7 separate regions of the Mus musculus genome follow, and all the other regions are linked to region 7. Evidence: chromatin contacts called from public HiCAR-type, HiChIP or PLAC-seq and promoter capture Hi-C data. All regions are on one chromosome and are shown on one strand. Each heading gives the region's core, a stretch centred on a gene start, on an enhancer-like site or on the middle of the called end of the contact. The rest is flanking DNA. Distances are from core to core; before and after follow the strand shown.

The links. Promoter capture Hi-C pulls out the DNA fragments that hold promoters and counts their contacts. HiCAR-type assays count read pairs that join an accessible place to other places. HiChIP or PLAC-seq counts read pairs in DNA pulled down with a chosen protein or histone mark. Capture Hi-C pulls out chosen DNA fragments and counts their contacts.
Region 1: a HiCAR-type map of astrocytes shows a contact between it and region 7, with 5 times the contacts expected there. The contact joins the promoter of Zfp51 here to the promoter of 6330415G19Rik in region 7. A contact is called at or near these places in 6 of 39 promoter capture datasets (the 3T3-L1 cell line, frontonasal cranial neural crest, hippocampal neurons and 2 more), 1 of 484 Hi-C or Micro-C datasets (uterus), 1 of 115 datasets of contacts at active chromatin or transcription factors (astrocytes) and 1 of 9 other capture datasets (adipose tissue).
Region 2: a HiCAR-type map of astrocytes shows a contact between it and region 7, with 4 times the contacts expected there. The contact joins the enhancer-like site here to the promoter of 6330415G19Rik in region 7. A contact is called at or near these places in 1 of 39 promoter capture datasets (cranial neural crest), 1 of 484 Hi-C or Micro-C datasets (uterus) and 2 of 115 datasets of contacts at active chromatin or transcription factors (astrocytes and embryonic forebrain).
Region 3: a contact with region 7 is called in an H3K4me3 HiChIP or PLAC-seq map of bone marrow-derived macrophages, with 3 times the contacts expected there. The contact joins the promoter of Zfp52 here to the promoter of 6330415G19Rik in region 7. A contact is called at or near these places in 8 of 39 promoter capture datasets (the C10 cell line, the HPC-7 cell line, cranial neural crest and 5 more), 3 of 484 Hi-C or Micro-C datasets (cerebral cortex, forebrain and uterus) and 6 of 115 datasets of contacts at active chromatin or transcription factors (T-cell acute lymphoblastic leukemia, astrocytes, bone marrow-derived macrophages and 3 more).
Region 4: a promoter capture Hi-C map of liver shows a contact between it and region 7, with 3 times the contacts expected there. The contact joins the promoter of Zfp54 here to the promoter of 6330415G19Rik in region 7. A contact is called at or near these places in 4 of 39 promoter capture datasets (3T3-L1-derived adipocytes, hippocampal neurons, liver and 1 more) and 1 of 115 datasets of contacts at active chromatin or transcription factors (pro-B cells).
Region 5: a contact with region 7 is called in a promoter capture Hi-C map of adipose tissue, with 6 times the contacts expected there. The contact joins the promoter of Ppp2r1a here to the promoter of 6330415G19Rik in region 7. A contact is called at or near these places in 4 of 39 promoter capture datasets (the 3T3-L1 cell line, hippocampal neurons, liver and 1 more), 5 of 484 Hi-C or Micro-C datasets (cerebral cortex, forebrain, pro-B cells and 1 more), 5 of 115 datasets of contacts at active chromatin or transcription factors (astrocytes, double positive thymocytes, embryonic forebrain and 2 more) and 2 of 9 other capture datasets (adipose tissue and liver).
Region 6: a contact with region 7 is called in a promoter capture Hi-C map of the HPC-7 cell line, with 13 times the contacts expected there. The contact joins the promoter of Zfp53 here to the promoter of 6330415G19Rik in region 7. A contact is called at or near these places in 6 of 39 promoter capture datasets (the 3T3-L1 cell line, the C10 cell line, the HPC-7 cell line and 3 more), 1 of 484 Hi-C or Micro-C datasets (B cells) and 3 of 115 datasets of contacts at active chromatin or transcription factors (astrocytes, embryonic stem cells and stem cell-derived neural progenitor cells).

The regions. Positions count from the first base shown.
Region 1 is chr17:21,447,751-21,451,930 of GRCm38.p6, reverse strand. It overlaps Zfp51 (zinc finger protein 51), which reads right to left and starts at 1,557. Exons shown (of 5, transcript NM_009558.4): 1 at 1,510-1,557.
Region 2 is chr17:21,514,074-21,517,888 of GRCm38.p6, reverse strand. It overlaps a transcript of Zfp53 not described here. Among named protein-coding and RNA genes, the nearest start is that of Zfp52, 20 kb to the left of the region's middle. Within about 2 kb of position 1,973, at least 404 of the 459 cell types and tissues checked have an H3K27ac peak or open chromatin away from gene starts, as enhancers often do. A contact at or near this core is called in astrocytes, embryonic forebrain and uterus, where this site is marked.
Region 3 is chr17:21,532,613-21,536,822 of GRCm38.p6, reverse strand. It overlaps Zfp52 (zinc finger protein 52), which reads right to left and starts at 1,284. Exons shown (of 5, transcript NM_144515.2): 1 at 990-1,284. 9330136K24Rik (RIKEN cDNA 9330136K24 gene) reads left to right here and starts at 945. Exons shown (of 3, transcript NR_131123.1): 1 at 945-1,000; 2 at 2,352-2,395. It also overlaps a transcript of Zfp53 not described here.
Region 4 is chr17:21,421,987-21,426,161 of GRCm38.p6, reverse strand. Zfp54 (zinc finger protein 54) reads right to left here and starts at 2,918. Exons shown (of 5, transcript NM_001379357.1): 1 at 2,845-2,918.
Region 5 is chr17:20,943,011-20,947,132 of GRCm38.p6, reverse strand. It overlaps Ppp2r1a (protein phosphatase 2, regulatory subunit A, alpha), which reads right to left and starts at 1,679. Exons shown (of 15, transcript NM_016891.3): 1 at 1,550-1,679. The coding sequence starts at 1,627.
Region 6 is chr17:21,486,929-21,490,641 of GRCm38.p6, reverse strand. Zfp53 (zinc finger protein 53) reads right to left here and starts at 1,654. Exons shown (of 5, transcript NM_013843.3): 1 at 1,377-1,654.
Region 7 is chr17:23,549,207-23,553,443 of GRCm38.p6, reverse strand. 6330415G19Rik (RIKEN cDNA 6330415G19 gene) reads right to left here and starts at 2,645. Exons shown (of 2, transcript NR_126484.1): 1 at 2,544-2,645. It overlaps n-TRccg2 (a tRNA gene), which reads left to right and starts at 3,109; the gene lies at 3,109-3,181. It also overlaps the pseudogene Casp16.

The sequences.
Region 1 (4,180 bases), core at 308-2,807, 2.1 Mb after region 7:
ACAACAGTTTGAATAGTGGTCCTGGTGCACACCTTTAACGCTAGCACTCAGGAAACAGAGTCAGGTGTAACTCAGTGACTTCCAGTCCAGCCTAGTCTACATGACAGGATGAGTTCTGGGCCAGACAGAGGGACACAATGGGTTCAAGCCACAGACAAAACAAACACAGGAACTAAGCCAAACTAAACCAAACCAAACCAAAAAACAGTTTGTGTTCATGGACAAAGTGGTTTTCTAGAACTAAGGAGACAAAATACTTTTGCTGTCTTTTTTCTGATATAGAAGAGCTAAAGTAATTATTTGAAAGATGATTTATAGTACCATCATATACAATATAATACCTTTTCTGTTTTATTTCTTTTTTCCTTTTCCTTCTCCCTCTTCCCACTGACATTTCTCTGTGGTTCTAGCTGTCCTTAAACTCCCTTTATGTACCAGGGTGGCAAGGAACTCCCAGATCCAATTGCCTCAGTTTCCTAAGTGTAGGCATTAAAGGCTTGTGATTAAAGGATTAAAGGGTTATAGGATACAGGGATTAAAGGATTAAAAACTGGTTTATAATGTCCTTTCTAACTGTGAACTGTAGCAGATGTGCAACTTGGTTATCATGTTGGTCCCCTAACAACTGGAGCAGAGGCTGTCTCTGACTCTGTTGACTGCCTTTGGATCCCCTTTCCCTAACTGGGCTGCCTTGTCTAGCCTCAATAGCCTCAGTGCAGTGCCTAATCCCACTGCATCTTGATATGCCAAGGAGGGTGGATATCCACAGGAGGCTTTCCCTTCTCTGAGGATAAAGAGAGGAAGGTGTAGGATAGGGGGAGGAAGGTAGTGGAGGAGTGAGAGACTAGAAGGAGAGGAAGAAGTGATGACAATCACTTCTAGTTATATTTACAACTATATCTACGAAACTCGCAACAAATATACGCTGAGATTCAGTTACATTTCCAGCCATTCCTTTCATGAGTAATAGCTAAAAGCTCTCTGGGGATGTTAAGTCACCAAGTATGTCCTGGGTATAACAGTGGAGTTAGCATGGATGTAAGTAAATTTAAAGAGCTTTATCCTTTATCTCAACAAAGAGAACTGGTTTGCAAACTTCAGTAGATAAACTAAAATATTCTACTATTCTACTATTTTGAATATTTTGGCAATCATTTGGTCAATGAAAAACACATCAGGATTATTTCAGTTTATATGCACTAAAATATATCGAGCCAGCTTACTTATGAACACCAGAAAAACTGATCACGCCCTGCTCTCTTCCGGCCCCTTCCCAGCCCCGTAGCTCCTTTGACTTGGGAGGTTTCTGAGCTATGGTTCCAGCTGCTGTGCTGCTGACTCTCCCAAGATGCCCCGCGCGGCACACGGCTGGCCGGCGTTTTACCTTCCCCTAAATTCCTCCCCGTTCTGCTATCCCAGGTCTACACTACGCGATTCCCTACGGTGCAGGGCCGTGAGCTCTGGACGTGAACAGGTCGTTAACACTTTTGGCTTTGGTTCTCAACTTACCTGGCTTCACTCACCTAGTTTCCCAGCTTCCGCTCACGTCACTCCTCTAACTCCTCCCACTCAACACTTTTCTACACTTCCTGGTAACGTCCAATGTGCTTGCACCCTCCGTTTCCGGGTGAGTGGCCCTGCCCCGCGGAGACCCGTCCCTCCCACTTTGTCTCTGGCTGCCTTCCACACAGGCCCAGCTGTCAGCTCGCCCAGCCTCCCCTCATGCTTGCTGCTAGCTAGACCAGAAGTGGATCTGGTAGGACTTTGCACCCCGATATCTGACCCCCATAGTGAGTTCAGAACCATTTAGATAAATGACCGGAAGCCTAACACCTCCTGGACTTCCAGCCGCTGGAATACATACTTTGTACCAAACAACAACAACACAGGCTAAATTCAGAAGCCCAAGTCCCATCCCCAAAACACAAACATGAGAAGCCAAAAGCAAATCCTAAAATTTTGACTTGGGAGAGACTTTTAAAGAACTTGGAATTTGAAAAGAAATAGGTGTCTCAAGAATTCAGTGGCTCTTTGCTATCCGCCCAGGGCCGAATTCATCCTGTGCTGTACTGATGTTACCACTAGATGGCGGTCTGTCATTTTACTAACTCAGAAAGGAGTTAGTCTTGTGATTTATGCTTAAAGTGAGAAAAACCAATTCTTTCTTTCTTTCTTTCTTTCTTTCTTTCTTTCTTTCTTTCTTTCTTTCTTTCTTTCTTTCTTTCTTTCTTTCTTTCTTCCTTCCTTCCTTCCTTCCTTCCTTCCTTCCTTCTCTCCTCCCTTCCTTCCACCCCTCTATTTATTTATTTATTTATTTATCTATTTATCTCTTTCTCTCTTCCTCCCTCCCTCCCTCCCTCCCTTTTTTCTGGAGTGTTGAATGCAGAGACCTTAACTTGCACAGATGCAAAAAATAAGGTATATGGTTCTAGTCTTAATATAGTCAGTTACTAGTTAGTTCATCTAGCTTGGTGAACACCAAAGAAGAGGTGGTTAGGATATAAGAAGGAAAAGAGGAGAGGATGGGCTAAGACACACTATTCTCTAGACTCCATACAATTATTGTAATCAGTAACCAACAGCAGCTGTCTTTATGTTCACTGGCCTCACACAAGACCACAGTCATTCTAGGAACTGGAACAGCTCACTTTACCTCCCAGAGGTTGGCTATGGATAGATTGTAGGAGAATAATCACTACCTTTAGTTGTCATCTTGTGCTGAGCACATCAGGCTCCAACACATAGCTCCTATCTTACTGGGTCCCTGGCAATATGAATAGAGATGAACACAATCGAGAGGTTTGTTGGAATTGTAAATCAGAAGAGCAGAGTTTTAGGAGTGGAATATGTACTTTATATCAAAAGTATACCAAAATATTGGGCAATACTTGATGTGGACATACAAATGCAATATGCAAGTGTGAAATAGCTAATAATAGAAAACTTGGGGGAGGTCATTCATTCACTCACTCATTCATTTGAGAAAGGTTTTCTTTGTGTAACACAATTATTAATGAAGTGTGCTACCATGCCCAGTTCAAAAAACATTTTTTTAAAAGAAACATATTTATTTCTTTTACATGAGTGCTCTATCTACATGTACACCTGCATACCAGGAGAGGGCATTGGATCCCATTACAGATGGTTGTGAGTCATGATGTGATTGTTGGGAATTGAACTCAGGATCTCTGGAAGGCTACACAGTGCTCTTAACCTCTGAGCCATCTCCTGAGCCCCTCAAAGTTGTTTTTAAATTACATCAGTCTATAATTTCTTTTTAATTGTATCAGTATCGGGTGGAGGACTTCTATTTGTTAAATTGTTTGATTGTTTTTGTTTTTTATTTTGTTTTTGCTTTTCAGAGCCAGGCTGTCCTTGAACTCACTAAGGTCAGCCTACTCTGCCTCTGAAATGCTAGGATTAATGGGATGGTCCACCAAGACTGGCTCAGAATCTGGGTTAGTATCAGGTAATAGTTAAGAGTCAGGAAGTTTTTCTCTTTTGTATCAATAAGTGGTAGCTGTTAAGTCACTTTGAAATTGGTTTTTTGAAATAAAATCCTGTCAATCTTGTTGTGGGGTTGTTTCAAAGATGGCATTTTATGCCCAACAGTGGGTAGGGGGAACTACCTCCAGTAGATAGAGGTGGAGGGACAGGCTTGCTGACCTTCAGTAAAAATTTTTGACCAAGAACTGTTCCTATTTAAAAGGAATGCAGGGGCAAAAATGGAGAAGACCGAAGCCTAGCATGGCTCTCCTCTGAGAGGCTCTACTAGTAGCTGATTGAGACAGACACAGGATAGCTTACACCTGACCATTGGACTGAAGTTGGGGGGAGGGGACCCTATAGTTGGATTAGAGGAAGGATTGAAGAAGCAGTTGGGGAGGGCAAACCCATAGGAAGACCAGAAGTCTCAACTAACCTGGACCAAAGGGAGCTCCCAGAGATTAGCCACCAACCAGGCGGCATATATGGGCTGGTCTGAGGCTTCCAGCACATATATAGCAAAGGATTGCCTGGTCTGGCCTCAGTGATAGATGTGCCTAGTGAGGCCCCAGGGAAAGGGGAGGTCTGATTGGGGGGAGGACCCTCTCAGAGGCAAGTTGGAGGAGAAGTGGGATAAAGAACTGTGGGAGGGGAGACCACGGAGCAGGGGCGGGGGAGTAATGTCTGGAATGTG
Region 2 (3,815 bases), core at 724-3,223, 2.0 Mb after region 7:
GCATCTGCTGGAAGGGAAAATGTGCACATATTAAAAAGCTCTGCACATATTAAAAAGTTCATAAGATATAAAAGATATATAATATAAAGAGATTCCAGTTCTACCCAGTCAGTGTCCATACTCAAGTTCCTACACAATAACAAATGAACTTCTTTCAATTAATATTCCCTATACTAAACAGGTAAACAGACTACACTACGCAAAAAAGAAAAATGACAGCAGATATTAAAAGATATTTTCTACAAAAGATTTCATATCTAAAGATAAAAAATATTGAGAAAGATTTCTTTAAATGCCATGAATATGGGGTTCAGTAAAGATGGCTAGTGATCATAACTATAGTAGTGACAGAAAAGTCAAAAGTATTAACATACAAAGCAGAGAGTATTAGGAAATGGTAAAGAGTCCGTTAGATAAAAAGTCCTTGATCAAGAAGGGTGCATGTCACCAAACACAGAATGCATATATCCGCATCAGACAGAAAACAGAAAAATATGTAAAACCTAAAAACTGGTACATTGCCTCTTGTGCTTTTCAGACATGACTAATATCTAAAAGTTCTACAGGGATGCCAAGTCACTAAGTATATATATATATACCCTGGGAGTTAGCGTGGATGAGTGTAAATTCCAAGAGCTTGGTCCGTTTCACCTCAACAAAGAGAACTGATATTCTCTTAGAATATTCTAATAAGAATATTTTGGTAATCAGAAGATCAAAACAAAAAACAAGCAAACAAACAAAAACCAGGATTACTCCACTTTATATGAGCTAAAATGTATCCACAAGGGAAGACATCCACCGCAGAATTTCAGAGCCAGCTTCCTCAGGAACAGAAAAGAAACTGCTCCTTCCTGTTTCCTAGCCCAGCAGCTCTGGTAGCCTGGCTGCAGTTCCAGCTGCGCTGCTGATTGCTGACTGACTCTCCCAGGATGCCCCGCGGCACCCGCGGCACCCGCGGCAGCCAGGAATTTTAGTTTCCCCCAAGTCCACCGTATCTTTCGACCCCAGATCTGCACCACGCGATTACCCACGGTGCAGGACCGCGTGCACGGGGGAAACCTGTCGAAGCGACTTCTGGCTTTGGCTCTAGGTAAAACTTCTCAAACTTCAGTAATTTAGCGTCCCAGCTTCCACCCACGTGTTTCTCCTAATTCCTCACACTCTACACAGTTCCCCTACACATCTCCATTAAGTCGAAAATCCTCCCAATGTGCTTCCGGATCTCCGATCTCCAAATATGTTTCCGGGTGAGCATCTGCGCCCCATCAGAGACCAGTCCTTCCCACTTTGTCTCAGGCTGCCTTTCACACAGCTCCAGCTTTCAGGCTGCTCCGGCTCTGCACAGCCTCCACACACTCTTGTGAGAGCGCCGACCACAAGTGTTTTTGGAAGGACGCTCCACCCGGTATCTGAGCCCCACTCGGGGTTCTAAACCCTTTAGATAAACGACAGCTCCCACCCCCGCCCCACCACCACCAAAACTGGAGCAAGAGCTGTCCCTGAATTAGTTGAATGCCTGTGGATTCCTTCCCCTAACCCAGTCGCCTTGTCTGACCTTAGTCAGAGAGGATATGCTTAGTCCTGCAGTGATTATGTGCTGGGCGGGAGGGGCTGGGGGGCGCTAGTGAATACAGGTGTGGTGGGAATCCCTCTTCTCAGAGGAGAATGGGTGCGGGGAGGGGAAAAGCTGCGAGGGACTGGGGAACTGATTTGGGTAAGGTGAATTATAAAAAAGACAAACAGCCTAACGTCTCCACTGGACTACCAACCTCTGGCTTATATATTTCATACCAAACAATAATAGACTAAATTCAGAAGCGAGAGTCCCATCCCCAACACACAAACATTAAAAAGCCAAAACAAAATACTGAAATATGAACTTGGGGAGAGATATTTAAAGAACTTGGATTTTGAAAAGAAGTAAGTGGTAAGGCCTTTGCAACAGCCTAGGGGTGAATTAATCCCGCGCTGTACTGATTTCCCCAATAGATGGCGGTCTTGTCATTTAAGTCTTCTGTGACAGCGATGCTTTGAGAGGAAAAAAAGAGAACGTTCTGTTTTCCTTTTTTTTTTTAAATGGAGTGGTGAATGCAGCCTCTTGGCTGTCGCAGATGCAGAAAATAAGTGAAGTATGTGTTCCCAGGCCTAAAAACGTCAGCTACACCACCCCATCTCTAGCTCTGGGAACAAGGAAGAAGAGGTGGTTAGAAAATAAGGGAAAGGTTAAGACACACCATTCTCTAGACTCCATACAAGTATTGTAATCAGTAACCAATAGCAGCTGTCTTTACCTGCACTGGCCTCACACAAGACCACAGTCAGTCTAGGAAAGGGAACAACAGCTCCCCTTACCTCTCAAACATTGGCTATGGATAGATTGTAGAAGAGTCACTCACTGTCTTTAGTTGTCATCCTGTGCTGAGCACATCAGGTTCCAATACATAGCTCCAAACCCAGTCTCACAAATGGCTCTGGTTCATCTCAGTGGATCACAAGCAATATGAATAGAGATGAACACAGTAGAGTGACTGTTGGAATTGTGGACCAGGATAGTGGAGAGGTAGGAGGTGAGAGTGGGCAGTATTAGATATGCCCATATGCACACACACATTCTGTGTATATATTCATATGAGTATGAAACAGCTAATAATAGAAATGGGGGCTCATTCATTCATTTATTGAATGTAGACAAGGTTTTCTGTGTAATCCTGTGTTTAATGGTATGTGCTACCATGCCCAGCTCAAGTTTCTTTGAAAAGACCACATGAGTGTGGAATTTTTGTTGTTGTACCAGTATCTGGTGGGATTTTTGTTTGATAATTAATTGGTGTGTTTGTCCATGAGGGAGACATTCCACCATACCATGATCATTATTTAGTTAAATGTAAAGGAATAGTTAGAGTAAGGAAGTCTTGTTTTTTGTGTGTGTTTCAAGAAGTATTAAATGTTAAGTAGCTTTGCGGTTAGCTCTTCTTTGCAGTTCTGATAGAATCCTGTCGATCTAATTGTGGGGTTAATTTCAGGGTTACATTTTATAATTGCTTAAGTCACATTGCTACTTTGTGGGGAGCCGCCCTCACATTCGCCGTTACAAGATGGCGCTGACATCCTGTGTTCTAAGTGGTAAACAAATAATCTGCGCATGTGCCAAGGGTAGTTCTCCACTCCATGTGCTCTGCCTTCCCCGTGACGACAACTCGGCCGATGGGCTGCAGCCAATCAGGGAGTGACACGTCCTAGGCGGAGGATAATTCTCCTTAAAAGGGACTGGGTTTCGCCATTCTCTCTCTTGCTCCTGAAGATGTAAGCAATAAAGCTTTTGCCACAGAAGATTCCGGTTTGTTGCGTCTTTCCTGGCCGGTCGCGAGAACACGTGTAAGACTACTTATCATCTTGTTTATATTATTTATTTCATGTTATTTACATTTGGTGTCTTATATGCACCTGGAACTTCATCTATTTCAAGTTAGTGATTTTATGCAATAGAAGTATTTAATGTGAGTAGAAATAAGATCTACTTGTTAACTCATTTCTATCAAGTGGGTTGTGCCCTTACTTTCTGGAATTGTCAAGACATTAAATCTTGGCAGTGGTTGTGAAAGCCTTTAATCCCAAGGACTCAGAAGACAGGCAGTCAGATCCTGTGAGTTCAAAGTCAGTCAAGGTTAGACCCTGTCTCTTCAAACAAACATACCAACAAACAAAGTAATCAGAAACAGTTACGCTTCATTGGGCAAGGTCATGCAAGCCTTCAAACCTAGAACTCATGAGGTAGAAACAGGGCAAGTCTATGTTCAAGGCCAGCCTGATCT
Region 3 (4,210 bases), core at 35-2,534, 2.0 Mb after region 7:
CTGGCAGGCATGTTACAGCAACAATCTGAAATAGCTGGCATGCATGGAACAAAATGGCTACAGCTATTCTGAGATGGGGCAGACCTCAACAAGAAGACACATTTTTTTTTCTTTTTCTTAGCTGGCTTTCCTTCCTTGATTGTTTGCTTTCTTCCTTTCTTCTTTCCTTCCTTCATTATTTATTCTCTCCTCCTCTTTTTTTTTTTTTTTTTTGTAATTATTTTTATTGTTTTGTTTTTTGAGACAGTGTCTCACCATATAGCTCTGGCTGTCCTGGAACTCACTATATAGCCTTTGCTCCTGAGTGCTGAGATAAAACGTGAGTGTCACCAAGCCTGGCGCCACTCTTTTCACAATTTGCATCACAGATTGCATACGTTCCCGATGGAAAATTAATAGTAGATAGACAGTTTACTTTTAAAACTTAATTTTTACATCCATACCAGTAAAACTCACAACAAACAGTACAATCAAATTCATTTAAGTTTGCAGGAGTTCCTTTCGTGACTAAAAGCTCATGGGGAATCCACCACATGCCACTTTCTTAAATAGAGAAGTGGTAGAATACGGAAGTTAGTATGGATGATTGTAAATTTCAATAGCTTTGTCCTTTCCGTCATAGCAAAGAGAGCTGCGTTTTCAAATATTAACTGATAAATTCAAATATTCTACTAGATCAGCCAGAAGGTCAATAAAAAGAAATAGTATTATTCCAGTTAATATTACTGAAAATTTATCGACGAGGGTCTGACATCCACAGCACAATTTTGAGAGTCGTTATCCTTATGATCAGAGGGGAAATTGATCCCGCTCTGCTCCCCTCCCACTCCTGCCCATTCCCCAGCCCCGCCTCAGCTCCTCGGACCTGGAAGGTTCGAGCGCCTCCCTCCCTTGTCCCCACCCCCACTCCCACTTCCTCTCCCCCATCCCCCGCTGCTGCCTCTGCCAGCTGCTAAACTGCTGACTCTCCCAGGATGCTCAAAAGGTACCTGCGGTATAGGTAAGTTTTCCGGTTCTGCGAGCCCCGCCGTTTCCTCCATACTCAGGTCTCCACCACGCGATTCCACACTGTGCAGCCGCTCTACCCCTCAACCCCAACCCCAGCTCAGTCTTGTACCGGATTCTTGACACTCCAGACTTTGACTTTTTAGTCCCACTTCCCAAGCTAACACACCTTGCTTCCTAGCTTCCCTGGCCTCAGTCTTCTAATCCCACCCACACTACACCCTTCCTCTACACCCAGCCAATGTACCACATCTTCCATCCTCTATTTCTGGGCGAGTGGGCCCGCCCAGCGGAGACCGGCCCCTCCCACTCTGTCTCAGGCTTCTTTCTGCCACAGCTCTTCCCTTCAGGTTGCTCTGCACAGTCTCCCCACACTCTTGCAGCCAGTCTAGACCAGAACTATATCTGGTAGGACCCTGCACCCCGATATCTGATCCCCATAGTGAATTCTGAATCTTTCAGATGCAAAACAGACAACCTAAGATCCCCATCTCACTATCATCCTCTCCACCACATACTGCATACCAAACAACAGGCTAAATTCGGATGCCAGAGTCCCATCCCCAAAACACAAACATGAGAAACCAAAACCAAATACTTCAATTTTGATTTGGAGAGAGACTTTTCAGGAACGTGGATTTGGGGGAGGGGGGAGGTTGTCTCAAGAACTCAGTGGTCAGTGTTGGGGTCCAGCAGTAGCCCTACATGCCACACAAACCCTGATCTCAGTCAGACAAGGACAGATAATTGGATGCATACCCTAAGACTGATCAGAATTTGGGGGCTGAGCTACAACCACAAACACTTCTCAGGACTGGTTTAAGAATGAAAAAAATCACAATGCGCTCATATGCAGGTGCAGGAAGTGCTGACCTGTGGTTTTCTCTGACCCAAGCTATTTTTGCTAGCCAGACAGAGCAGTTCTATCTGACCTTTATTCTGATTGGTCCTAAGTGGAGCATATAATTTTCAAAGTTCTTAAGATTAACCAACTTCAGAACACACAGAAGATAACAGGGTATGTGGAACACGACCCTGCTCTGAGTCAAATTATTTTTCTGTGTCAATGACTAACTGGCATATTACAGAAACAATGTGAAATAGCTGGCAGGCATGGAACAAAATGGCTACAGCTATGTTACAGGGACAGACCTCAACAGTCAGGACTGAATTCATACTTCATTGAACTTCTTTCACCACTAGATGGCGGACATGTCATTTTAGTAAAGCAGAAACAAGTTTGTCTTCATGATTCCAAAAGTGCTTTGAGATAAAACCTAGAACTAACTCTCTCTCTCTCTCTCTCTCTCTCTCTCTCTCTCTCTCTCTCTCTCTCTCTAGTACAGTGGTGTACGCAGAGAATCTTGCACGTCCCAGATGCAGAAAATAAGTAAGGTTTGTGGTCCCAACCCTAGAAAAGTCAGTTTTACAATCCAATGTCTAGCTCTGAGAAGCATGGAGGAAGAAGAGATGGTTAGGAAATAAGAAGGGAGAGAGGGGGAAAGGCTAAGAATTCCAAGTCTAGAGTTCTCTAGACTCCATACAACTACTGCAATCAGTAACCAAGAGCAGCTGTCCTTGCCTGCACTGGCCCCACACAAGACCACGGTCAATCTAGGAAAGGGAAAAGGCTTTACCTCTCAGGCATTGGCAATGGATAGACTGTAGAAGAAGAATCACTGGCTTTAGTTGTCATCCTGTGCTGAGCACATCAGGCTCCTGAACATAGCTTCAAACCCACAGTCTCACAAATGGCTCTGGTTCATCTTAGTGGGTGCCAGGCAATATGAATAGACATGAACAAAGTGACTGTTGGAACTGTGGACCAGGATAGCAGAGAGGTAGGAGTGAGAATGGGCAGTATTTGAAGTGGGCACAGAAACACACAATGCTGTGATATACATGCATTTTATCTTTGTGTGTGTGTATGTGTGAAATAACTAATAATAAAAAAATCGGGGCATTCATTCATGGTAGACAAGGTTTCTCTGTGTGAACCTGTGCTTAAAGGCCCGTGATAACATACCTAGATCAATTAAAAAAAAATCAGTGTGTAATTTCTTCTTAGTTCTAACAGTATCTGATGGATTTTTTTTTTTTTTTTTTTTTTCAGTTTTGAGGGCCAAGATGGCCTTGAATTCACTGAGATCAGCAGTTCCTGACTCTGGAATGCTAGGATTAAAGGCATGCTCCAACATGTCAGGTTTATTCATTATCTGGCTTAGTATCAGATAATAGAGTCAGGAAGTCTTGATATTTTTGTGTGTGTCAAGAAGTATTAAATATTAGTCTATTTGCTGCTCTTCAAAGTCCTGATAGAATTCTGTCAATTTGGTCCTGGGCTTTGTTTTGAAGATGTCATTTTATAATTGATTCAGTCATATTGCTCCTCTTAGTCTTGTTTATAATATTTGTTTCATGTCATTTATATTTGGTATGTTATATGTGCCTGAAAACTCATACACCTCAACTAGAATATCCTCTCTAGTACAATAGATGTCTTCAGTGTCAGTAGATAGAAGATCCACTTGTTAACTCATTTCTATCAAGTAAATTGTGCCTTTACCTTGGGTAACTATCAGGACCTTATCAACAAGGAAAGACACAAGGACAGGATGAAAGACTCAGGCTCTGAAGGCCAATCTTATCTTTATTTTAATCTTTGGGCAGAGGGCATGGAGAGGCAGAGGCTGGAAAAATTTAGTCTGAAGCCCTCCTGGGTTGCCTGCCATCTTAACATAGTATATTGTCTTATTGTAGCTCTGGGAAGGTGACTGCCCCGGTGGTTGTTCTTCTCAGTGGGCTGAGTGTGGCAGGATGGTGTCCACTCTCTTTACAACTTAGACTACATCAGTTCAGATCGGGAGCGAGCACTTCTGGCAGGAAGGGTAGCCATTTACTGAGCAAAATGAGTGACCAGGAGGCCATTCTACGATCTGGTAAAGGGAGACATCGGCCTCTCCTGCTTTTGTCCAAGCTTGAAGCTCTGCTCTTTGGGAACTCATGTCCTCACTTATGGAGATCTAGGTTAGGGCCGCGGGAGTCTTAGACCATTCTAGGGGCCGTGGACCCTTGTGTGCGCCGCTCGGCGGAAGGGGAGAGAAACGCGCCTGGGTGAGCCGCGGCTAATCGAGGGGTCGGGTCAGATTCTTTGTGCCCCGCCGCCTGCAGGGAGAGCCCCACACTGGGGTTTGAATCCCCGAGG
Region 4 (4,175 bases), core at 1,669-4,168, 2.1 Mb after region 7:
TAGTACTGGAAACCTAGACAGTTTTCCCCAGGGCTTACCAAGTCATGGACCTTGGAGGAGAAGCTACAACCAATAATTTACTAAGCCAGCATAATCCCAAATAGCAGTACTCTATATATTCATCATAATTTTCATATGTAAATGGTCTCTCATCTTTCATCAAGGAAAGGTCTTTTTGGAACACATGGAGATTATACAGAAAATCACAACCAGTCAAAATGCAGAGTTGTGATGCTCAGCCACAGCTTACACATAAACAACACAAGTCCAGTATCTAAGGTTTAGGGATCACTGAGAAGGGATGGCAGCAGAAGAGTGCATTTTAACAGCAAGAGGAACAGGATATTTGTGCTAAGACTGTGTCTCTTAGAAATGTCAGAAAAGGGGCTGGTGAGATGGCTCAGTGGGTAAGAGTACCCGACTGCTCTCCCAAAAGTCAGGAGTTCAAATCCCAGCAACCACATGGTGGCTCACAACCATCTGTAACGAGATCTGACTCCCTCTTCTGGAGTGTCTGAGGACAGCTACAGTGTACTTACATATAATAAATAAATAAATAAATCTTTTAAAAAAAAGAAATGTCAGAAAAGCTACATTCTTGAAATCTTACAAACATGACTGTCTAAACATAAGCTGAACAAGGGCAACACCAAGAGACATGCTGATAAGGCAGGGAGAAAAATCACTAGACCTCGATTCTAGTCAAACACTAAAGAATTCTGAGAATTGGAGAAACAGTCTTCCCCAGAGATAGTCCACCATGTGGCTCTCCAATACATCCCTGAAAACATACAGACTGAGTAGACTGTATTTTTATGTTTAGGAACTCACACAATCATACAACAATAACTAAAAGAAAATTATTAAAAATCATAAATGCCTATGTAAATTGAAGATTTTGCATCATCTACATCAAAGTGATTAGAATGGTTTTATACCATTTTCTATTATTTATACTCACATAAATAACATTTAAAATGGGGTGGAGAGATAGCTCAACAGTTAGCTGTGCCTGTTGTTCTTGCTCCAAAAATCATTAAACACTACATCTAGAGATTAATTTTCATCATTTTATAATACATTAAAATTGCTGAAACGAAAACCATTTCTGAAGATCTGATCAGTGATGTGTATGGAATAAGGACAGCATCACTCACATGTACAATCAAGTAAAAGTTTATTGCCTCCTAGTATCAATTCTTCTGTAGAAAGTCTTCTCATCTCTATATTAGGATAATCCTGAGGAGATTTTTCTCAGTGGAAGTCTCTAGAATTATTTCTAGTGAAACAGAATGTGGCAAAACTGATCTCATGGCCCACTTCCACATTTACCTGAACCCCTTGCCTTCCCTTGACCAATCCCCCAACATACCTGGATCCTTAGCTACTGTCTCCTCCCTGTCCACCTTCCAGGTCTGTGTTCTGTTCCACAGGTGAGCTGATCTGGATGATCAGTGAGCCTGTACTTGGATTCCTAGCACAGTACTGTGCTCAGTCAATAAAGAGGAACAAAACTGAAGACTGTACAATGATCCCCCAAATGCCATTCAGTGTCAGAATATTGAAAAATATTTAGAAAACATTTTCAGTTAGTCTAGCGTGAACCTCACTTCCAATCACAGCTTCTTGAAAACTTATGGGTAGAAATGAAACTGGATGATTGGAATGAGAATAATATACACTAATAAAGTTCTGAACTTATCATGAACTGAAAATGATGGAAGCCTTTGTAGCTTGATCATGGACTTTTTTTTTCTCTCTCTCTCTCTTTCTCTTTAGGACAGCAGCTTGGCCACTTTCTGACCCAAGGGGCTGGAAATGGCAGTTATGGCCCTAAGAGAAACCTGGGGATGATGCTGGGGTAGGAGGGGAGGCTAGTCATTTCAGTGCCTCCAGGGCCTTAAAACCTGGAAATCCCTTCATTACTCAGTGTTAACAGATTACATTGTTCCAGCTTTAATGACCAAGCAATACTTCAGGACCCACTGTTCTTTTCCAGTACGTCATTTCACATGCTCCAAAGACACTATAAACACCCATCCCTCTGCCTAGCCTTCCAACTCTCTTCCCTTTCAGAGTAGCTGCCATTCTGTTTATCTGCAATATATCTCTTGCACGATGTTTGTTGTGTGGTGTGACTTTGTTGTATTGCTTTTGCTCCTGACTGCAAAGATGCCCTTGCTCTTAAAAATTCCTTACATGTTCCTTTCATTACTGATAGTTAAAACCTCTCCGTAGGTGCCAAGTTCCCAGGTATACAAAGAAATTAGTGTGGACTAATGTAAATTTCAGGAGCGTTGTCCTTTCTATCATAGCAAAATAACAAGAACAAAACAAAAACAACAACCAAACCAAACACGTTTGCCAATATTAACAGATAGTTTCAAATACTCCACTAGAGTACTTCTATAAGAAAAATTTGCCAAGAGAATAAATGGAAAAAAAATCAGTATTCATCAACTTAGTATGGTCTAAAATCTATGGGCAAGGGCAAGACATGAAGAGCAGAATTTTGAGAGCTGTCATTTTTATGAGTAGCCGAGGAAATATCTCACCCCTGTCTGATTCCTTCCCTTTCCCAGCCCCTTAGCTCCTCTAACCTGGTAGGTTACAGCCCTCCCCCACTGGGCTGTGGTTCCACCGGTTGGGCTGCTGCCTGCTGACTCTCCCAGGATGCCCCGCGCGGCACCTGAGGCTCAGGGTAGTTTTTTGCGTCCCCTTGAAACCCTTCTTGTATCCTCTGACTCCAGGTCTGCATCACAAGATTCTCCACGGTGCATGCCAGCGAGTTCCTCGAGGAAGACGTCCTTGCCACTTTTGGGTTTGGCTCCTCAGTCAACTTACCTAGGTTCACTAAAGAACAGTCCCAGCTATCACGCCACTCCTCTAATCCCAGCTCCATTCAACACACTTCCTCCACACAACACACTTCCTCCACACCCATATACTGTCCCCAACGGCTGTTTCCGGTGAGTGGCCCCACCCCCCCGGAGACAGGTCCCTCCCTATCAGTCTCAGGCTGCGGTCCACACAGTTCCAGCTGTCAAGCTTCTCTGAACCCGCTCTCCACAGACTCCCCACAAGTTTGCTGTCAGCGTAGACTAGAACTGGATCTGACAGGACGCTGCACCCGGATATCTGACCACCATACTGAGTTCTGAACCCTTCAGATAAAAGATAGCCTTACACCTCGACTTGACTACCAGCCCGTGAGCGACAAACTTATCCCAAACAATCCCAACACACAAAAATGACAAGTCAAAACCAAATCCTGAAAATTTGACTTGCGGAGAGACATTTAAAGAACTTGGATTTTGAAAAGAAATAGGTGTCTCAAGAAGTCAGTGAATTTATCTTGAGCTGCATGGCTTTCACCACTAGATGGTGGTCTTGCCATTTTCCTAATTCAGAGAGGAGTTTGTCTTCTGTGACTCAAGATAAAAGTGCTTTGAGATAAAACAGACTGTACTAACCCAGCATAATCCCAAAGAATAAACTAAACATTTTCTCTCCTGCCCACGAATAAGCTTAGTCTTCACCCCTTATCAAGAAACTTTTCTCTACTACAGAGACCACTGTAAAAAACTACAGTAATCACAATGCAGAGTTGTGATCATTATGGGGTAGGTCATTATGAATGTTTTGTCTACATTGCCCACTATAATAACTATGATCACCTTGTCTCTGGTGATTCGATGCTGCCACCTGGCCTTTGTTACCTTGGGGCAAAATTAAATCCATTACATTTAATTCATTCAATTGAGTAGCAGTATCTCCAACCCTAAGGTCTGGCACAAGGAAAAGGGCAAGAACAAAACTCTTCAAATGTGCTGTTGCCCCTCTCGCCAGTTTTTGTCCAGAGATACTAAGAGCAACAAGCCAGGCAAATCAGTTTTCTTATTTCCCTCCAAATTGTAGAAAACTTCGTGTACAGGGTCACCTAATTCACACCAGTCACAGTTGATGAATCAAGATAATCAAAGGCATTTGCATATAGTTTCCACCACTGGCCTCCTATATTCTCCAAGCTCCCAGGGGAGAAAGTATCTGGAGAAATTTCAGGAGTTGAAGGTGCCTAGTGAATTAGAAGATGCTGACAAATTATTAAACGGATTCCAGATTCTTAAGACATTCATTCTTATACTTCTGCTCCTCTAGAACCAATCCTGGTACCA
Region 5 (4,122 bases), core at 430-2,929, 2.6 Mb after region 7:
CCACTCACTAAAAGGTTAATTCCTTTAAGGCAAGTTTTGTTCTTTTGTTCTTCAACTATCCAAAATACCACTCTGAAGAAAGGCCCAGCAAACACTTGCTGATTCACTCTTTCAACATTGACAAGTCTCATTCTTTCTTACATGTGGTAATATGCAGATTTAGTTCTGTTTACCTGTTTCACATCTAGCCTTTGTACAGCAACCAGACTGCTTCTTTCTTGATACAGTGTCACCAGGCTAGCCTTGACACTGCCTTTGCCTCCTGAGTGCTGGGATTGCTAGCATGCATGCACCACTATACCAAGCTCTGGTCTCCTTTATGACCCAATAACATTCCTCATGCTTTGCATGTGTTTACAGAACATATGCAAATAAATTCATTCAGTATACCCAAAACCAGATTATTATTCCCATTTAACAGAAGAGAAACACAGACTGCCTGAGTCAATTTGCAAAAATTGCAAGATCCAGGAGTACAAATCCAGTCTTGCCAACAATGGAACCAGAGTCACACATAAATACGTAAGACTTAGAGGATAGGCCCAGGTTCAGGAAGGTGACTGAGTGCAGCATGAACAATTCTATATAAAAGGAAAAGCAGAGGGCTGTAGCACAGTGCCACAATAGCCACACCCCCAAAATAATTGCTAACATTTATAGAGCCTTTACATACAGCCAGTTTCATTTTACTACTTTTCCTCGGCCACCGAGGGAAACCAGGACTATTATTAGCCGCTATTTGTAGAAAACAGAAGCCAGGGGCGATGAAATAATGTGCACACAAGGTCATCCTCAGGTGAGAGGATGCGGCCTTGAGGTCTGACCTCTTTTTCAAATCCAAAGCAGTCCGACAACTCTGGGGTCCTGGCTCATTCTTCTCCCATGAACCAGAACTATCAACTCTCTTGGCAGGCCGGCTTGGGACCAGGTCGGAGAACAGGTGGGTCTGTGCACGTTACCCACCCCAGCTACGGCTAGTTAAATCTCAGGAGAGGATACTTTCACCGCCTCCTTCCTCCTCCTTCAGGAGAGCTAACCCAAAATACAAGGTGGAGGTCGGTGAAGAATGGACAGAAATCTCGGTATCAGTCCCCAATCCCAATATCAGTCCCCACTCCTTCCAGTTAAAACGAAAACATTAAAAGCAATGGGAACTCTACCCGGGTCGCCAGGACCCCTGAGGGTTTCTACTCAGCAGGTCACGCGCCCCCGCCGATTCTCTACAAAGAGCCATTCTGAGTCCGCCGCCAATCACCGACTGGCAGGCGGCAACAAGACCGCCACCCTATCTCGGGCCGCCCAGGCCCAGATCTGGGGCGGCCGCGCGCACTCAGGTAGGACCCTCGAGGCTTGCCCTCCGCTTGGCCGGGCACCCAATGAAGGCTGCCATCTCATCGAACCTTGCTATTAAGAAAGATGAGACCTGAATTCTGATTGGCTGCCGCTGCTTTCCGCCACTCCCGGAGAACCCGGAGCCATCGCTCCCACATTCCGCGAAGATCCCCGTCCCCGATCTCCCCCACACACTCTAACGGAAGGATCCCCGTACCTGAACGTCCTCATTGCGGAGTTCATCTATGAGCACCGCAATAGGATAGAGCGAATCGTCACCGTCGGCAGCTGCCATCTTGGCTCCCTGGCGTTTCTATCAGGCAGCAGCGAGCTCCAGGCGGAATCCGGGATCGGGCGGGGCGGTGCCGGGGAAAGGACGCAAAGCGGACGTGGGGGCGCCCGAGCCGCCCTACAGGGGCCGTCCCGCCGCCATTGCCGCACAAGCTCGCGTCTGTTTGGTCTGAACCAACCAAGTCCCGCCTACTTCTCATTCACCATTGGCCGGACGAATGAGATGTTTTTCCCGAAGGACGAGAGGAACCGGAAGTGAAGTATCTTAGTGACCAAGATTGTGCCCGCCTACGTCGCTGCTAGCAACCACGGGAACAAGCAGGTCTAGCTGCCAATGAGAGTCGAGGGTGGGAGGTGGCTAAGATGGCCCCTTGGGGAGAGGCGGAGAAGACTTAAGCTGGAGTCTTGGGAGCTATGCGTGACGTAATGAAGGACATGCTTGTCTGGTTCTGCTATACCGGTCTCTGTAAAGGAGGGACTCCTAAGTAGGGAGATTTGCCTTGCTTGGTTTCTAGGATGCGGTTCTGGGGCTCTTGGCGTTCAAGGCTTTATTACCCACCCCCCTTACCCGGAAGAAATAGAGCGGCCAGAGCGAGTCTTCATCCTGCCGGGGAGCTTCTAGGTAGCTAGTAAAAAATGAACAAGGTCGAAAGTTTTTTGAGGATGGACCTCTGCCTCATAATGAGCTTGGGCGCTGTGATTCACTTAGAAGGCGAATATAAAACTATCACAATCCTTTCTCCTTAAGGTTGAAAATATGAAAGGGAAGAAGGTGGGCATAGCGGGGTTGTTAGATGCTATCAAGGTTGTTAAAGCGTGGCTATTTCTATACTTGATTTTTGTTTTCTCCTTTCGACTCCCCTCGCCTCTCCCCTCCTCCATCATCCTCCCCCCCACACCTCCATTCCTCCCTTCCCCCTTCTTCCTCTCCAATTAGAGAGAAAATTGAGAAAGCACCCTCACAGAGAGTGGAAATAAACAAACAAACAAACAAACAACCCCCCCCCCCTCACAGAGAGTAGGCGTTCCTAAGTAATGATGCAGATCACATATCTCTGGCCCTGAATAGGAAACACTTGGTCTTGTGATAACGAACAGAAGGCATAGCCATGTGTGAAAGTGCACATGCTTTCAATCATGAAACTCAGGAAGCAAAAACTTGTCATCTTTCTGAGATTGACATCATCTTGGTCTACATAGTGACCTCCGGGCCAGTCAAAGGTCTATGGTGTAACCCTCAAAAGACAGCCATACCATTGCCTCATCCCATAAGAGTTAATCCAAATGGTCTGGCTTAGAAACTTCAGTTTATACGCTACCTCACTAAAAGAGTTTGGCACAATGGTACCATTGTCTATTCTTTGTGAGTGTATTTTCTTTTATGATCTCTCTGGCCATTCTTCAGTTTCTTTCCTTTATATGAACTCTTCTATACTGTACTTTATGTGTTTCTGAAACCAATCAACAGAAAACTGGGGAACTCAGGAGAGGCTATGGAGAGGAATTCCAAACAGTGCCTTCTTGGACCATTTTTGATTTAACAGATCTTTTGGAAAAAACATCCTCTTGCCTGTCTCCTCTCCTTTCAGATATAGTAAAGTTTTCTAGTCTTACTTTGAACTGCCCTAGGTTAAACATTGTAGGAAGCACTGGATTTCTTAACAAGTACAAGAAGAGGGTAAGTTTAATTAATTAGTACTAGGTTGTGATTGGTAATGGGCTTACTGGCATTTCTAATCAATTTATGTGAATTATGAAAACTAAAAAATAAGGTTTTATTTACTTTTTTGATTTTAAATTTGTATCCTTTATCTCTTATGCTGAAAAACACTAAATTTTTAGTGACATTGACATAGTCATATTTATGATTAATGATTACATTTTAGGATATTATGAAATAGTAAATGTTATTCAGTTATGCCGTGGGCAACACAGCTGGACATCAACAGGGCCTAGCAAGGAAGGTAATTGGAGACAGAGACACAAGACTCTAGGTTCAGTTTAAGAATGGACAATTTTTTGGAGCTGTGACGAAAGGATGGACCATCTAGTGATTGCCATATGCAGGGATCCATCCCATAATCAGCTTCCAAATGCTGACACCATTGCATACACTAGCAAGATTTTGCTGAAAGGACCCAGATATAGCTCTCTCTTGTGAGACTATGCCGGGGCCTAGCAAACACAGAAGTGGATGATCACAGTCAGTTATTGGATGGGTCACACGGCCCCCAATGGAGGAGCTAGAGAAATTACCCAAGGAGCTAAAGGGAACTGCAACCCTATAGGTGGAACAACAATATGAACTAACCAGTACCTGGGAGCTCTTGTCTTTAGCTGCATATGTATCAAAAGATGGCCTAGTCGGCCATCACTGCAAAGAGAGGCCCATTGGACTTGCAAACTTTATATGCCCCAGTACAGGGGAATGCCAGGGCCAAAAAGGGGGAGTGGGTGGGTAGGGGATTGGGGGGGTGGGTATGGGGGACCTTTGGGATA
Region 6 (3,713 bases), core at 405-2,904, 2.1 Mb after region 7:
ATTGTCAACAGACCACAAAATAAAAGATAACAGTTTGAACATTCCTGCTGGTGCACAACTTTAATGTGAGCACTGAGGAAATAGAGGTGGGTAGAAATCTATGAATTCCAGTCCAGCCTGGTCTACAATGGTGACTTTTCCATAACAGTTTAGTCATGTGTCCATGGGCAGAATGCTTTTCTTGAACCATTAACAAAACAAGATTGCAGATATTTTCTGATGTAGATGAGTTATAATTATTCACAAGATTATTTCTAATATTGTCATATACTATAATTAATGCCTTTTAATTTTGTTTCATTCTCTCTGTCTCTTTCTTTTTGCTGCAAAACTGGGTTTCTCTGTGCAGCCTTGGGTTTCCTTAAACTCATTCTGTAGACCAGGCTGGCAAAGAACTCCACCTGCCTCTGCCTCTGGAGTGTTGGGAATATAGGTGTGTACCACCACCAAATGCTGTCTAACTGTGAAAACCCTGTAGCCTGATTCCCTCAAACAGCATACTGTGATTTTCCAGGCTCTAATTTGCAACATTAAGAACTCAGAAGAAGACAAAAAAAAATTTTTTTTGTCTGACTTGCCTGCCTTCCTTACTTTTTTTCTCTCCTTCCCTCCCTCTTATCCATCCTTCCTTCTTCCTTCCCCTTGTTTGTCTTGTTGTTGTATTTATATTTAAGTTTTTGGAGACAGGGTCTCACAATGTAGCTGTGGTAGTCCTGGAACTCACGATGTAGATCAGGTTGGCCTACAAACTCAGTGAGATCCATCTGTCTTTGTCTCCTGACTGCTGAGATAAAAGATGAGTGTCACCAAGCCTGGCGGCACCCTTTTCACAACGCTATATTTACATCACAGAGTGAATACACAGAGTTTTAGATGAAAAATTAATGGTGGATAAAACGTTGACTTTTAAAAGTTAATGTTTACATCCATACCTGTGGAACTCACAACAAATTGTACTCTTAATTAAATTTGCAGGTGTTCCTTTCATGACTAATATCTAGAAGCTTTCATGGAATCATAGTCCCTAGGTCCATATGCCACTCTCTTGAATAAGGAAGTGGTAGCACACGGAAGTTAGTATGGATAATCGAAAATCTCAAGAGCTTTGTCCTTTCCACCATAGCAAAGAGAACCGCGTTTGCAAATATCAACCGATAAATTTAAATGTTCTACTAGGTTATTCGTAGGAGAATATGTGGAGGGTAGAAGATCAATTAAAAATAGCACTATTCAGTCAATATTATTGAAAAATGTATCGACGAGGGTAAGACATCCAACAGCACAGTTTTGAGAGCTGTCATCTTTATGAGTTGCGGAGACATTGATCATGCTCTGCTCCACTCCCGCCCGTTCTGCAGCCCCGCAGCTCCTCTGACCTGGAAGGTTCCAGGGCCGCCAGGCTGCTGTTCCCGCCGCGGCGCTGCTGACTCTCCCAGGACGCCCCGCCTGGCACCTGTAGCTTTGGGGGTTCACGGGTCCCGCGAGACCCCGGCCGTGTGCTCTGCAGGCAAGTCTGCACCACGCGACTCCACACAGTGCAGACCCTAGGCCGGAAACGCGTTCTTAACACTTTAGGCTCTGACTATTTAGCCTCAATTCCTTAGGCTCACACACATTGCATCTCAGTATCCCTGCTGGTCACTCCTCTAAACTCGCCCACTCCACACCCTTCCTCTACACCCAGCCAATGTGTAACATCCTCCCATCCTCTGCTTCCGGGTGAGTGGCTCCGCCCCACGGAAATCAGTCCCTCCCACTCGGTCTCAGGCTTCCTCCCACAGATCCAGCTGTAAGGCTGACCTGGCCTTGATCTGCACGGTCTTCCCACCTGCTTGTTGCGAGCCTGGACCAGAACTGGATCTGATATGACGCAGCATCCCGGTATCTGACCCCCATAGTGAGTTCTGAACCCGTCAGATACAAAATAGGCATCCTAACACCCCCATTGGACTATGAGCCTCTGGGCCATATAATATATACCAAAGAGCAAAACAGGCTAAATTCAGATGCCAGAATGCCATCTATTAAAATGCAAACGTGAGAACTCAAAACCATATACTGCAATTTTGATTTGGGGAGAGACTTTTCAGGAACGTGGAACATAGTCTTCGTTTTAAAATAAAGAAAAATCCTACCTGATAAACAGCTTAAAGGAAGAAGCCATTGAAAAGTCCTACCCGCCTATGATGTCTATGAACCACATCAGTGGTCCCCAGTTACCTTTGCATAATTTTAGTTTAATATAAATTGCGGTGTTTTAAGATTTAAACTTCATTAAAAGCTTTTGCAAGTTTCTTAACTTTATGTTTCCATTACTTACACAGTTGTGATTTGTAAGTAGACCTCTGGGGAGTTAACATTTTCTTATACTATAATTGCATGGATTTTCAGAAAAACCAAGATGAAACAAATAATTGAGAAATCAGTAATCAGCTTTAGGGTGCAACTCAGAGTACATGTTTCTGTTTTTAAATATTTTTTCTCAGAAATTGATGAAGAAGAATTTAATGCACTCAGATTCACAATACTTGGGTAAACTAATGTACCATAATGAAGATTACTGTTTTGATGACCCAGACTTTGTAATATTAAAGGCTCCATTTAAAACATCAAAGGCCTTTTCTTTCTTTCCGGGGGGTGGGGGGAAAAAGAGAGAGAGAGAGAGAGAGAGAGAGAGAGATAGAATCACTAGATTCTTCAAAAGTTATTGATGTAAAGCAAATATTCTGCCAGATGTCAGAGTTTCTAGATGATTTGAGGCAGGTCTGCAGTGGACAGCTATTGCTTATTTCTTTCCTCCATTGTCTGAGTTCCACACACTGTTGTGTTTCTTAACTTTCCTTTTACAGTTATTCTCAAGTCAACTCTCTACAATGACTCCTGAGATCATTTACCAGAAGGGTATCAGTGTATCCTCCACTGAGAAGAAAATGAAGGATGTAATATGAATGAATACCTACATATAAGGAAGGCAATTACAGAACAATGCTACTTCATGGACTCACATTAGGTTTATATTTGTAAAAAAAAAAAATTCCAATCTGACATCAGCATAGTCAAGTAAATTTTGTTTTATACTAGTGTTAAGTCACTGTAATTCAGATACAATAAGGTGCAATGTCTTCTAACAGTTACAACAGGCAGGACACCTGTTGTGTCCTGCTCATTCACTTGCCCACCATGGTTGTGGCTATATCATCTCCATGTTTCTGGGCAATCTCATTTGCCTCAGACAGGTGACCAGATCTAACTTGAATGTAATAATCCATGTGTTCTCTGAGGTAGCCCATGACTAATGAAAGAATATTTAGAAAGAACACAAACGTCTATCACAGTACTGTACTCAGTATATGAAGAAAAGACAGAATAGAGAAATCTAAGGAATGATTTTCCAAATTCTATTTTCTGATCAGATCGTCACTATATTTAGGGAGAAATTTCTGTTTGCATATCTTGAATTTTTCCTCACAATTAAAAAGTATGTGAAATGCAATAATGAAATGGAGCTTTAAGGTATGACTGCAGCAGCTACAAAACTTGTGACCTACCATCTGTCCTGCCCACAAGATGGCATGGCAATGGTGGAACAGAAATTATGGAAGTAGCCAACCAATGTCTGATTTGAGTTAAGGCTCACTCCAAAAGGTGAAAGTCATACCCAACCTGCCTGCATAACCAAGGACCAGAGCCTAGACAGCCCAGAAACCTAGGAT
Region 7 (4,237 bases), core at 1,396-3,895:
CAAGAAGTACAGGCAGAAGTGCTGGTGCAGGAACTGAGCTGCTGCCAGGCACTGCATGGCCACCCCAAGATCTTCCTGCTCCAGGTCTGCTGTGGGGGTGAGGGACTCCGCCTCCAGCCTGACCCTCTACCCTGCCATTCCTCTGCCTCCTACATTTCCCACACAGCTCCTCCAGGAAGCCTGCGGGCTAGCCATTCCCTGCCCCTCTCCAGCCTCCCCTGGAGTCAAGCCCACAAACTTGAACCTCTATGAATGTTGCCACCCCTGCAAGCCTGCCTCGCCCAGAGATATCCTGAGGTTCCACTGAGTAAAGGTATCTGCCCCATCCTTCTCCAGGGAACAGGGACCCTGGTGTGGGGTCAAGAGCTCTCCCATGGTACCGTCATTGGCTGAGAGCACCCCGAGCCATCCCAACCCAGGCAGATGTTCTTCAGATCCATGCTGATGCTCCAGGTGGGTCTGCTTTTCTTCTGGAGCCTGGGCTTGGCACACAGGTGCTGGGAACCATTCACACAGCACACTACTAGGCCTGGTAGCTTGGAGTTTGCTGCTTTGCCAAGATCCAGGGAGGAAATGTCTTCCTAAGCTGTGAGGGACTCTGAGGTTTCTGCTCCTAGCTGAGTCTGACAATTTGGGAGTTAGCAAGAGGACCTAGCCTCTCTGAGTTCATACAGCCTGGATGCTGTAAGGCTTGTGGGTTTTCAGCTCCACATTCTTTCCACTGTCTAGTGCTGCCCCTGAGCCAGAGATGACAAGACACTGGGGCAGGTGGAGTCCCTGGATGCTGGTAATGGGAGTTGACTCTTTTTGCAGACAACCTTATCTCCACTCCAGGGAGCTCAGGCCAAGCAGACATCCTTACTGTCTCTGCAGCTGTCGAGGGTAAGAAACCTATGGTTATGGTGGGCCTAGTTTCCTGCCCCATGGCTTGGAGTGATAGCTTCACTCTCAGCAAGAGTCCAGCCCCAGTTAAGTCACTCTCCTCCTACAGGTTAGTCCTTAGAGTCAGGGTTAGAATGGCAAGCTCCTGTCAAATGCTCCCTTGTGTAAGTTCTAGGACAGGACAGTCCTGCTTGCTTCAGGCGCCTGTCCACTGTTTGGTACCTAGCAAGTCCACAGTAAATATTTGTTGTACATTGATTATACCCAAATATTCACTCTACAAATATCGGCAACTTCTTCCTGATGCAAGAAGTCCCTGACCCTGTGCTGGTCTGAAGCCAGTTACCCAGAATGCTCTCTGCTTCCCCTCCTCACTTCTTCCACCCACAATAGGCCACTGAAGGTTGGGATGTCAGCCCAAGGTTGACTCTGACCCCATCCCCTCACCTAGGCTGTGTGGCTTATCGGGATGAAAAGGGCTCGGACTTTGTCCAGACACTGGTGGAGGTCATCAGAGCCAACCCTGGAAGAGATCTCCTTGAGCTGCTGACTGAGGTGTGAGGAACGGGGTTAGGAGGGGAGAAAGAGGGGCTGGATCTGTGGGAGTGTTCTCATTACCTTCCACTTAACCCAGGGAAAGGAGAAGCAAGGAGAAGGCTCTCTCTCTCTCTCTCTCTCTCTCTCTCCCTCCCTCCCTCCCTCCCTCCCTCCCTCCCTCCCTCCCTCCCTCCCTCCCTCCCTCTTGCCCTCACATCAAGAGATGCTCAAATACAGGGCACATTGGTCAGACAAACTCAGCAGCAGCTATTACATACACTAAATAAAGTTCAGGAGAGGAGGACACCAGAAGCCATTGGGAGGAGGGGACTGAGGTGGGGGGTATACTGGGAAGTAGAAGGAGCCAGCAGGGGGTGCAGGAAGGGAGGTGCCACTGGGTTGTTACAGAATAGGGTCAGTTCATTTGTACAGTTTTGCAGGCTAATAGGGAGGTCCTCTTCTTGTGTTGAGGTCAGGGTGGGCAATGCTGGTCTGGCTGATTATATGATTATATATATGGGGTGGGGAGCCTTTCCCTTTGGGTGGGGGACTTTTTGGTTGAGAGCAAGGAGCTCATGTAAAACTGCTGGGTTAGTATTAGGCTCAAAGATGATTAGGTAGCACTTGAAATTTTAGGCTTACAGAACAACAGACACAAGAGTCGGTCATTGAGGAGCATGCCTGTAGCTGGGAGGTAGTGGCAGGACCAGAGACTGAGACCAGCCTAGGATTCATAGACTATTTCAGAAAGTATCGACCTCTCCGCAAAAACCCCTCCAGCAGACAATGACTGCAGTGGGTGTGATGGACTGAGCCCCTCAGGGCCTAGCTGAGTGTCAACAGGGTCAACAGGCGGGTGTGTGAGCTGGACGTCCTGGGGCCAGACAGTGATGAGCTGTGCAAAGCCTGCCTGGAGATCCGCAGCTTGCTCAGGCGCCGGCTCTGTTTATAGGACGAGCAACCTCACCACTTCCCCTACATCCCCTCTTCACACCCTGTCATCGATGCAGCAGTTTGGGCGTGGGAGCTCACATAGCGCCAATAAATATGTATGTGTTCATGATCGGCGTGCTCCGGAAAATGTATGCTCTTTCTGAAATACGTGAGATAATGGGGAAAGTTACCTGGTAGTAGATAGGGGATCGACTGTGCTCTCGGGAACCAGAGGTTGAATCGGGTCTGTGCTTCCTGTCTGGGACTACGGAACCTCACAAGGCTGACCTGGATATGCTGGGAGAGGCTTAGGGAGAAAGAAGTTCTGGGAAGGATCATCTCCGGAACTATAACTCTCGCCTCGCTGAGTCCCTGATGCGGGCGGTCTCAATCTCCACATGGCGCTGGGGCCATGGAGTTGCCAGAGAGGCGAGCCAGCACGGGTCTGGAGACTGGAAAAGACAATTGTGGATACTTCAGTGACGTGATAGGGCAAGTTCATGTGGGTTGTCCCTGGTCTTGAGTTGAGGGCCAGCCAATGGAGGAGATCTGAAAGACGAGCCTCTAGGATCCGGAAGGGCTTCTGCTGACTGACTGCTCAGGAGTCTGATTATATCGGTTCAAACTTGTGGAGGCTCCTTTGAGACTGTCACTAAATAGATTGGCTCAATAGGTAGGATTTTTCTTTGGTTTAAGCATGCGCAGTAGGCGCTTGAATAAGTCTTATGGAGAGAGCTAAGGCCTGAGTCAGTGTAGGGCCGCGTGGCCTAATGGATAAGGCGTCTGATTCCGGATCAGAAGATTGGGGGTTCGAGTCCCTTCGTGGTCGCTGCGTGCATTTGCTTTTTAAAAACCTACCTTAAAATTTCCCATTCTCAAATTTGCTTTTCAAACTCTTGTCTGGTACCCCGGAAGGAAGACCAGCATGTTTGTATTAAGTAGGTGAAGTTATTATCTCAAGACAGACTACGAGCAGCTCGAATTAGTGCCAAGGAAAGGAACCGAATAGATGCTAGATTGGATTGCTTACGTGGTGGGTGGGAGGTGTCCCAAGGGAACGTTAAAGACATTTGATTAAAATAAAAAACTCAGTAGGCTATCTGGGTGAATGCAATTGTCACTGAACTGAACACTTGAAAATAACTAAAGCAGTAAATTCGGTTTATATGTCCACAGCTTTAAAATCCATGAAACAGTAAGAAAATTAGATTTCTTACAATGTCCAGGCACACCTGTAATGCCGGTATTTAGGAGGCGGAGGCAGGGGAATTAAAAGCCACTGGGCTACATGAGATCCTGTCTCAACAACAACAGAGGCGTCTCCTTACAGGTCCAGTGTAAATATAAATTTTTAAATAGCAAGAATATGTCCCAGATTGAGTTGACATTTAACCTGGTGTGTGTGTGTGGGATATCTCTATTTAAGGGATTCGGTCTAAGTGGAACCGTTGTCATCCCTACAACTCCCAGGAGAACCACAGAATGGGAGGGCGGGGTACCAGCTCACGTGACAGAGCCTTGTGCAGAATAATTTTCTCTTTAATGTTACAGTGGCTTAATAAAGCTTGCAAATATGTTATATCAGACACACACATGAGATAAAGGAGAGTCAAAAGGACACGAGGATAACGCAACTGGGCCGGAACCCACAAGCCTCAAGCCAAAACTCGACCTCAGGTTCTTCCGACTGTGCTGTTTAGTTGTTGCTGTTGTTGTTTAATTTACTTTAATTTTTTTGAGGGGGGTGGGTATCAAGTAAAATATATAGGCCAGTTGTATACTCTATAAAGAGAAAGCATGAAGACCTGTCCCTACCAAGTAACATTTGGTTGAAGAGACGGTGGAAGACTGGACAGAGACCCGGCACAGTTATCCTGGACAGGGA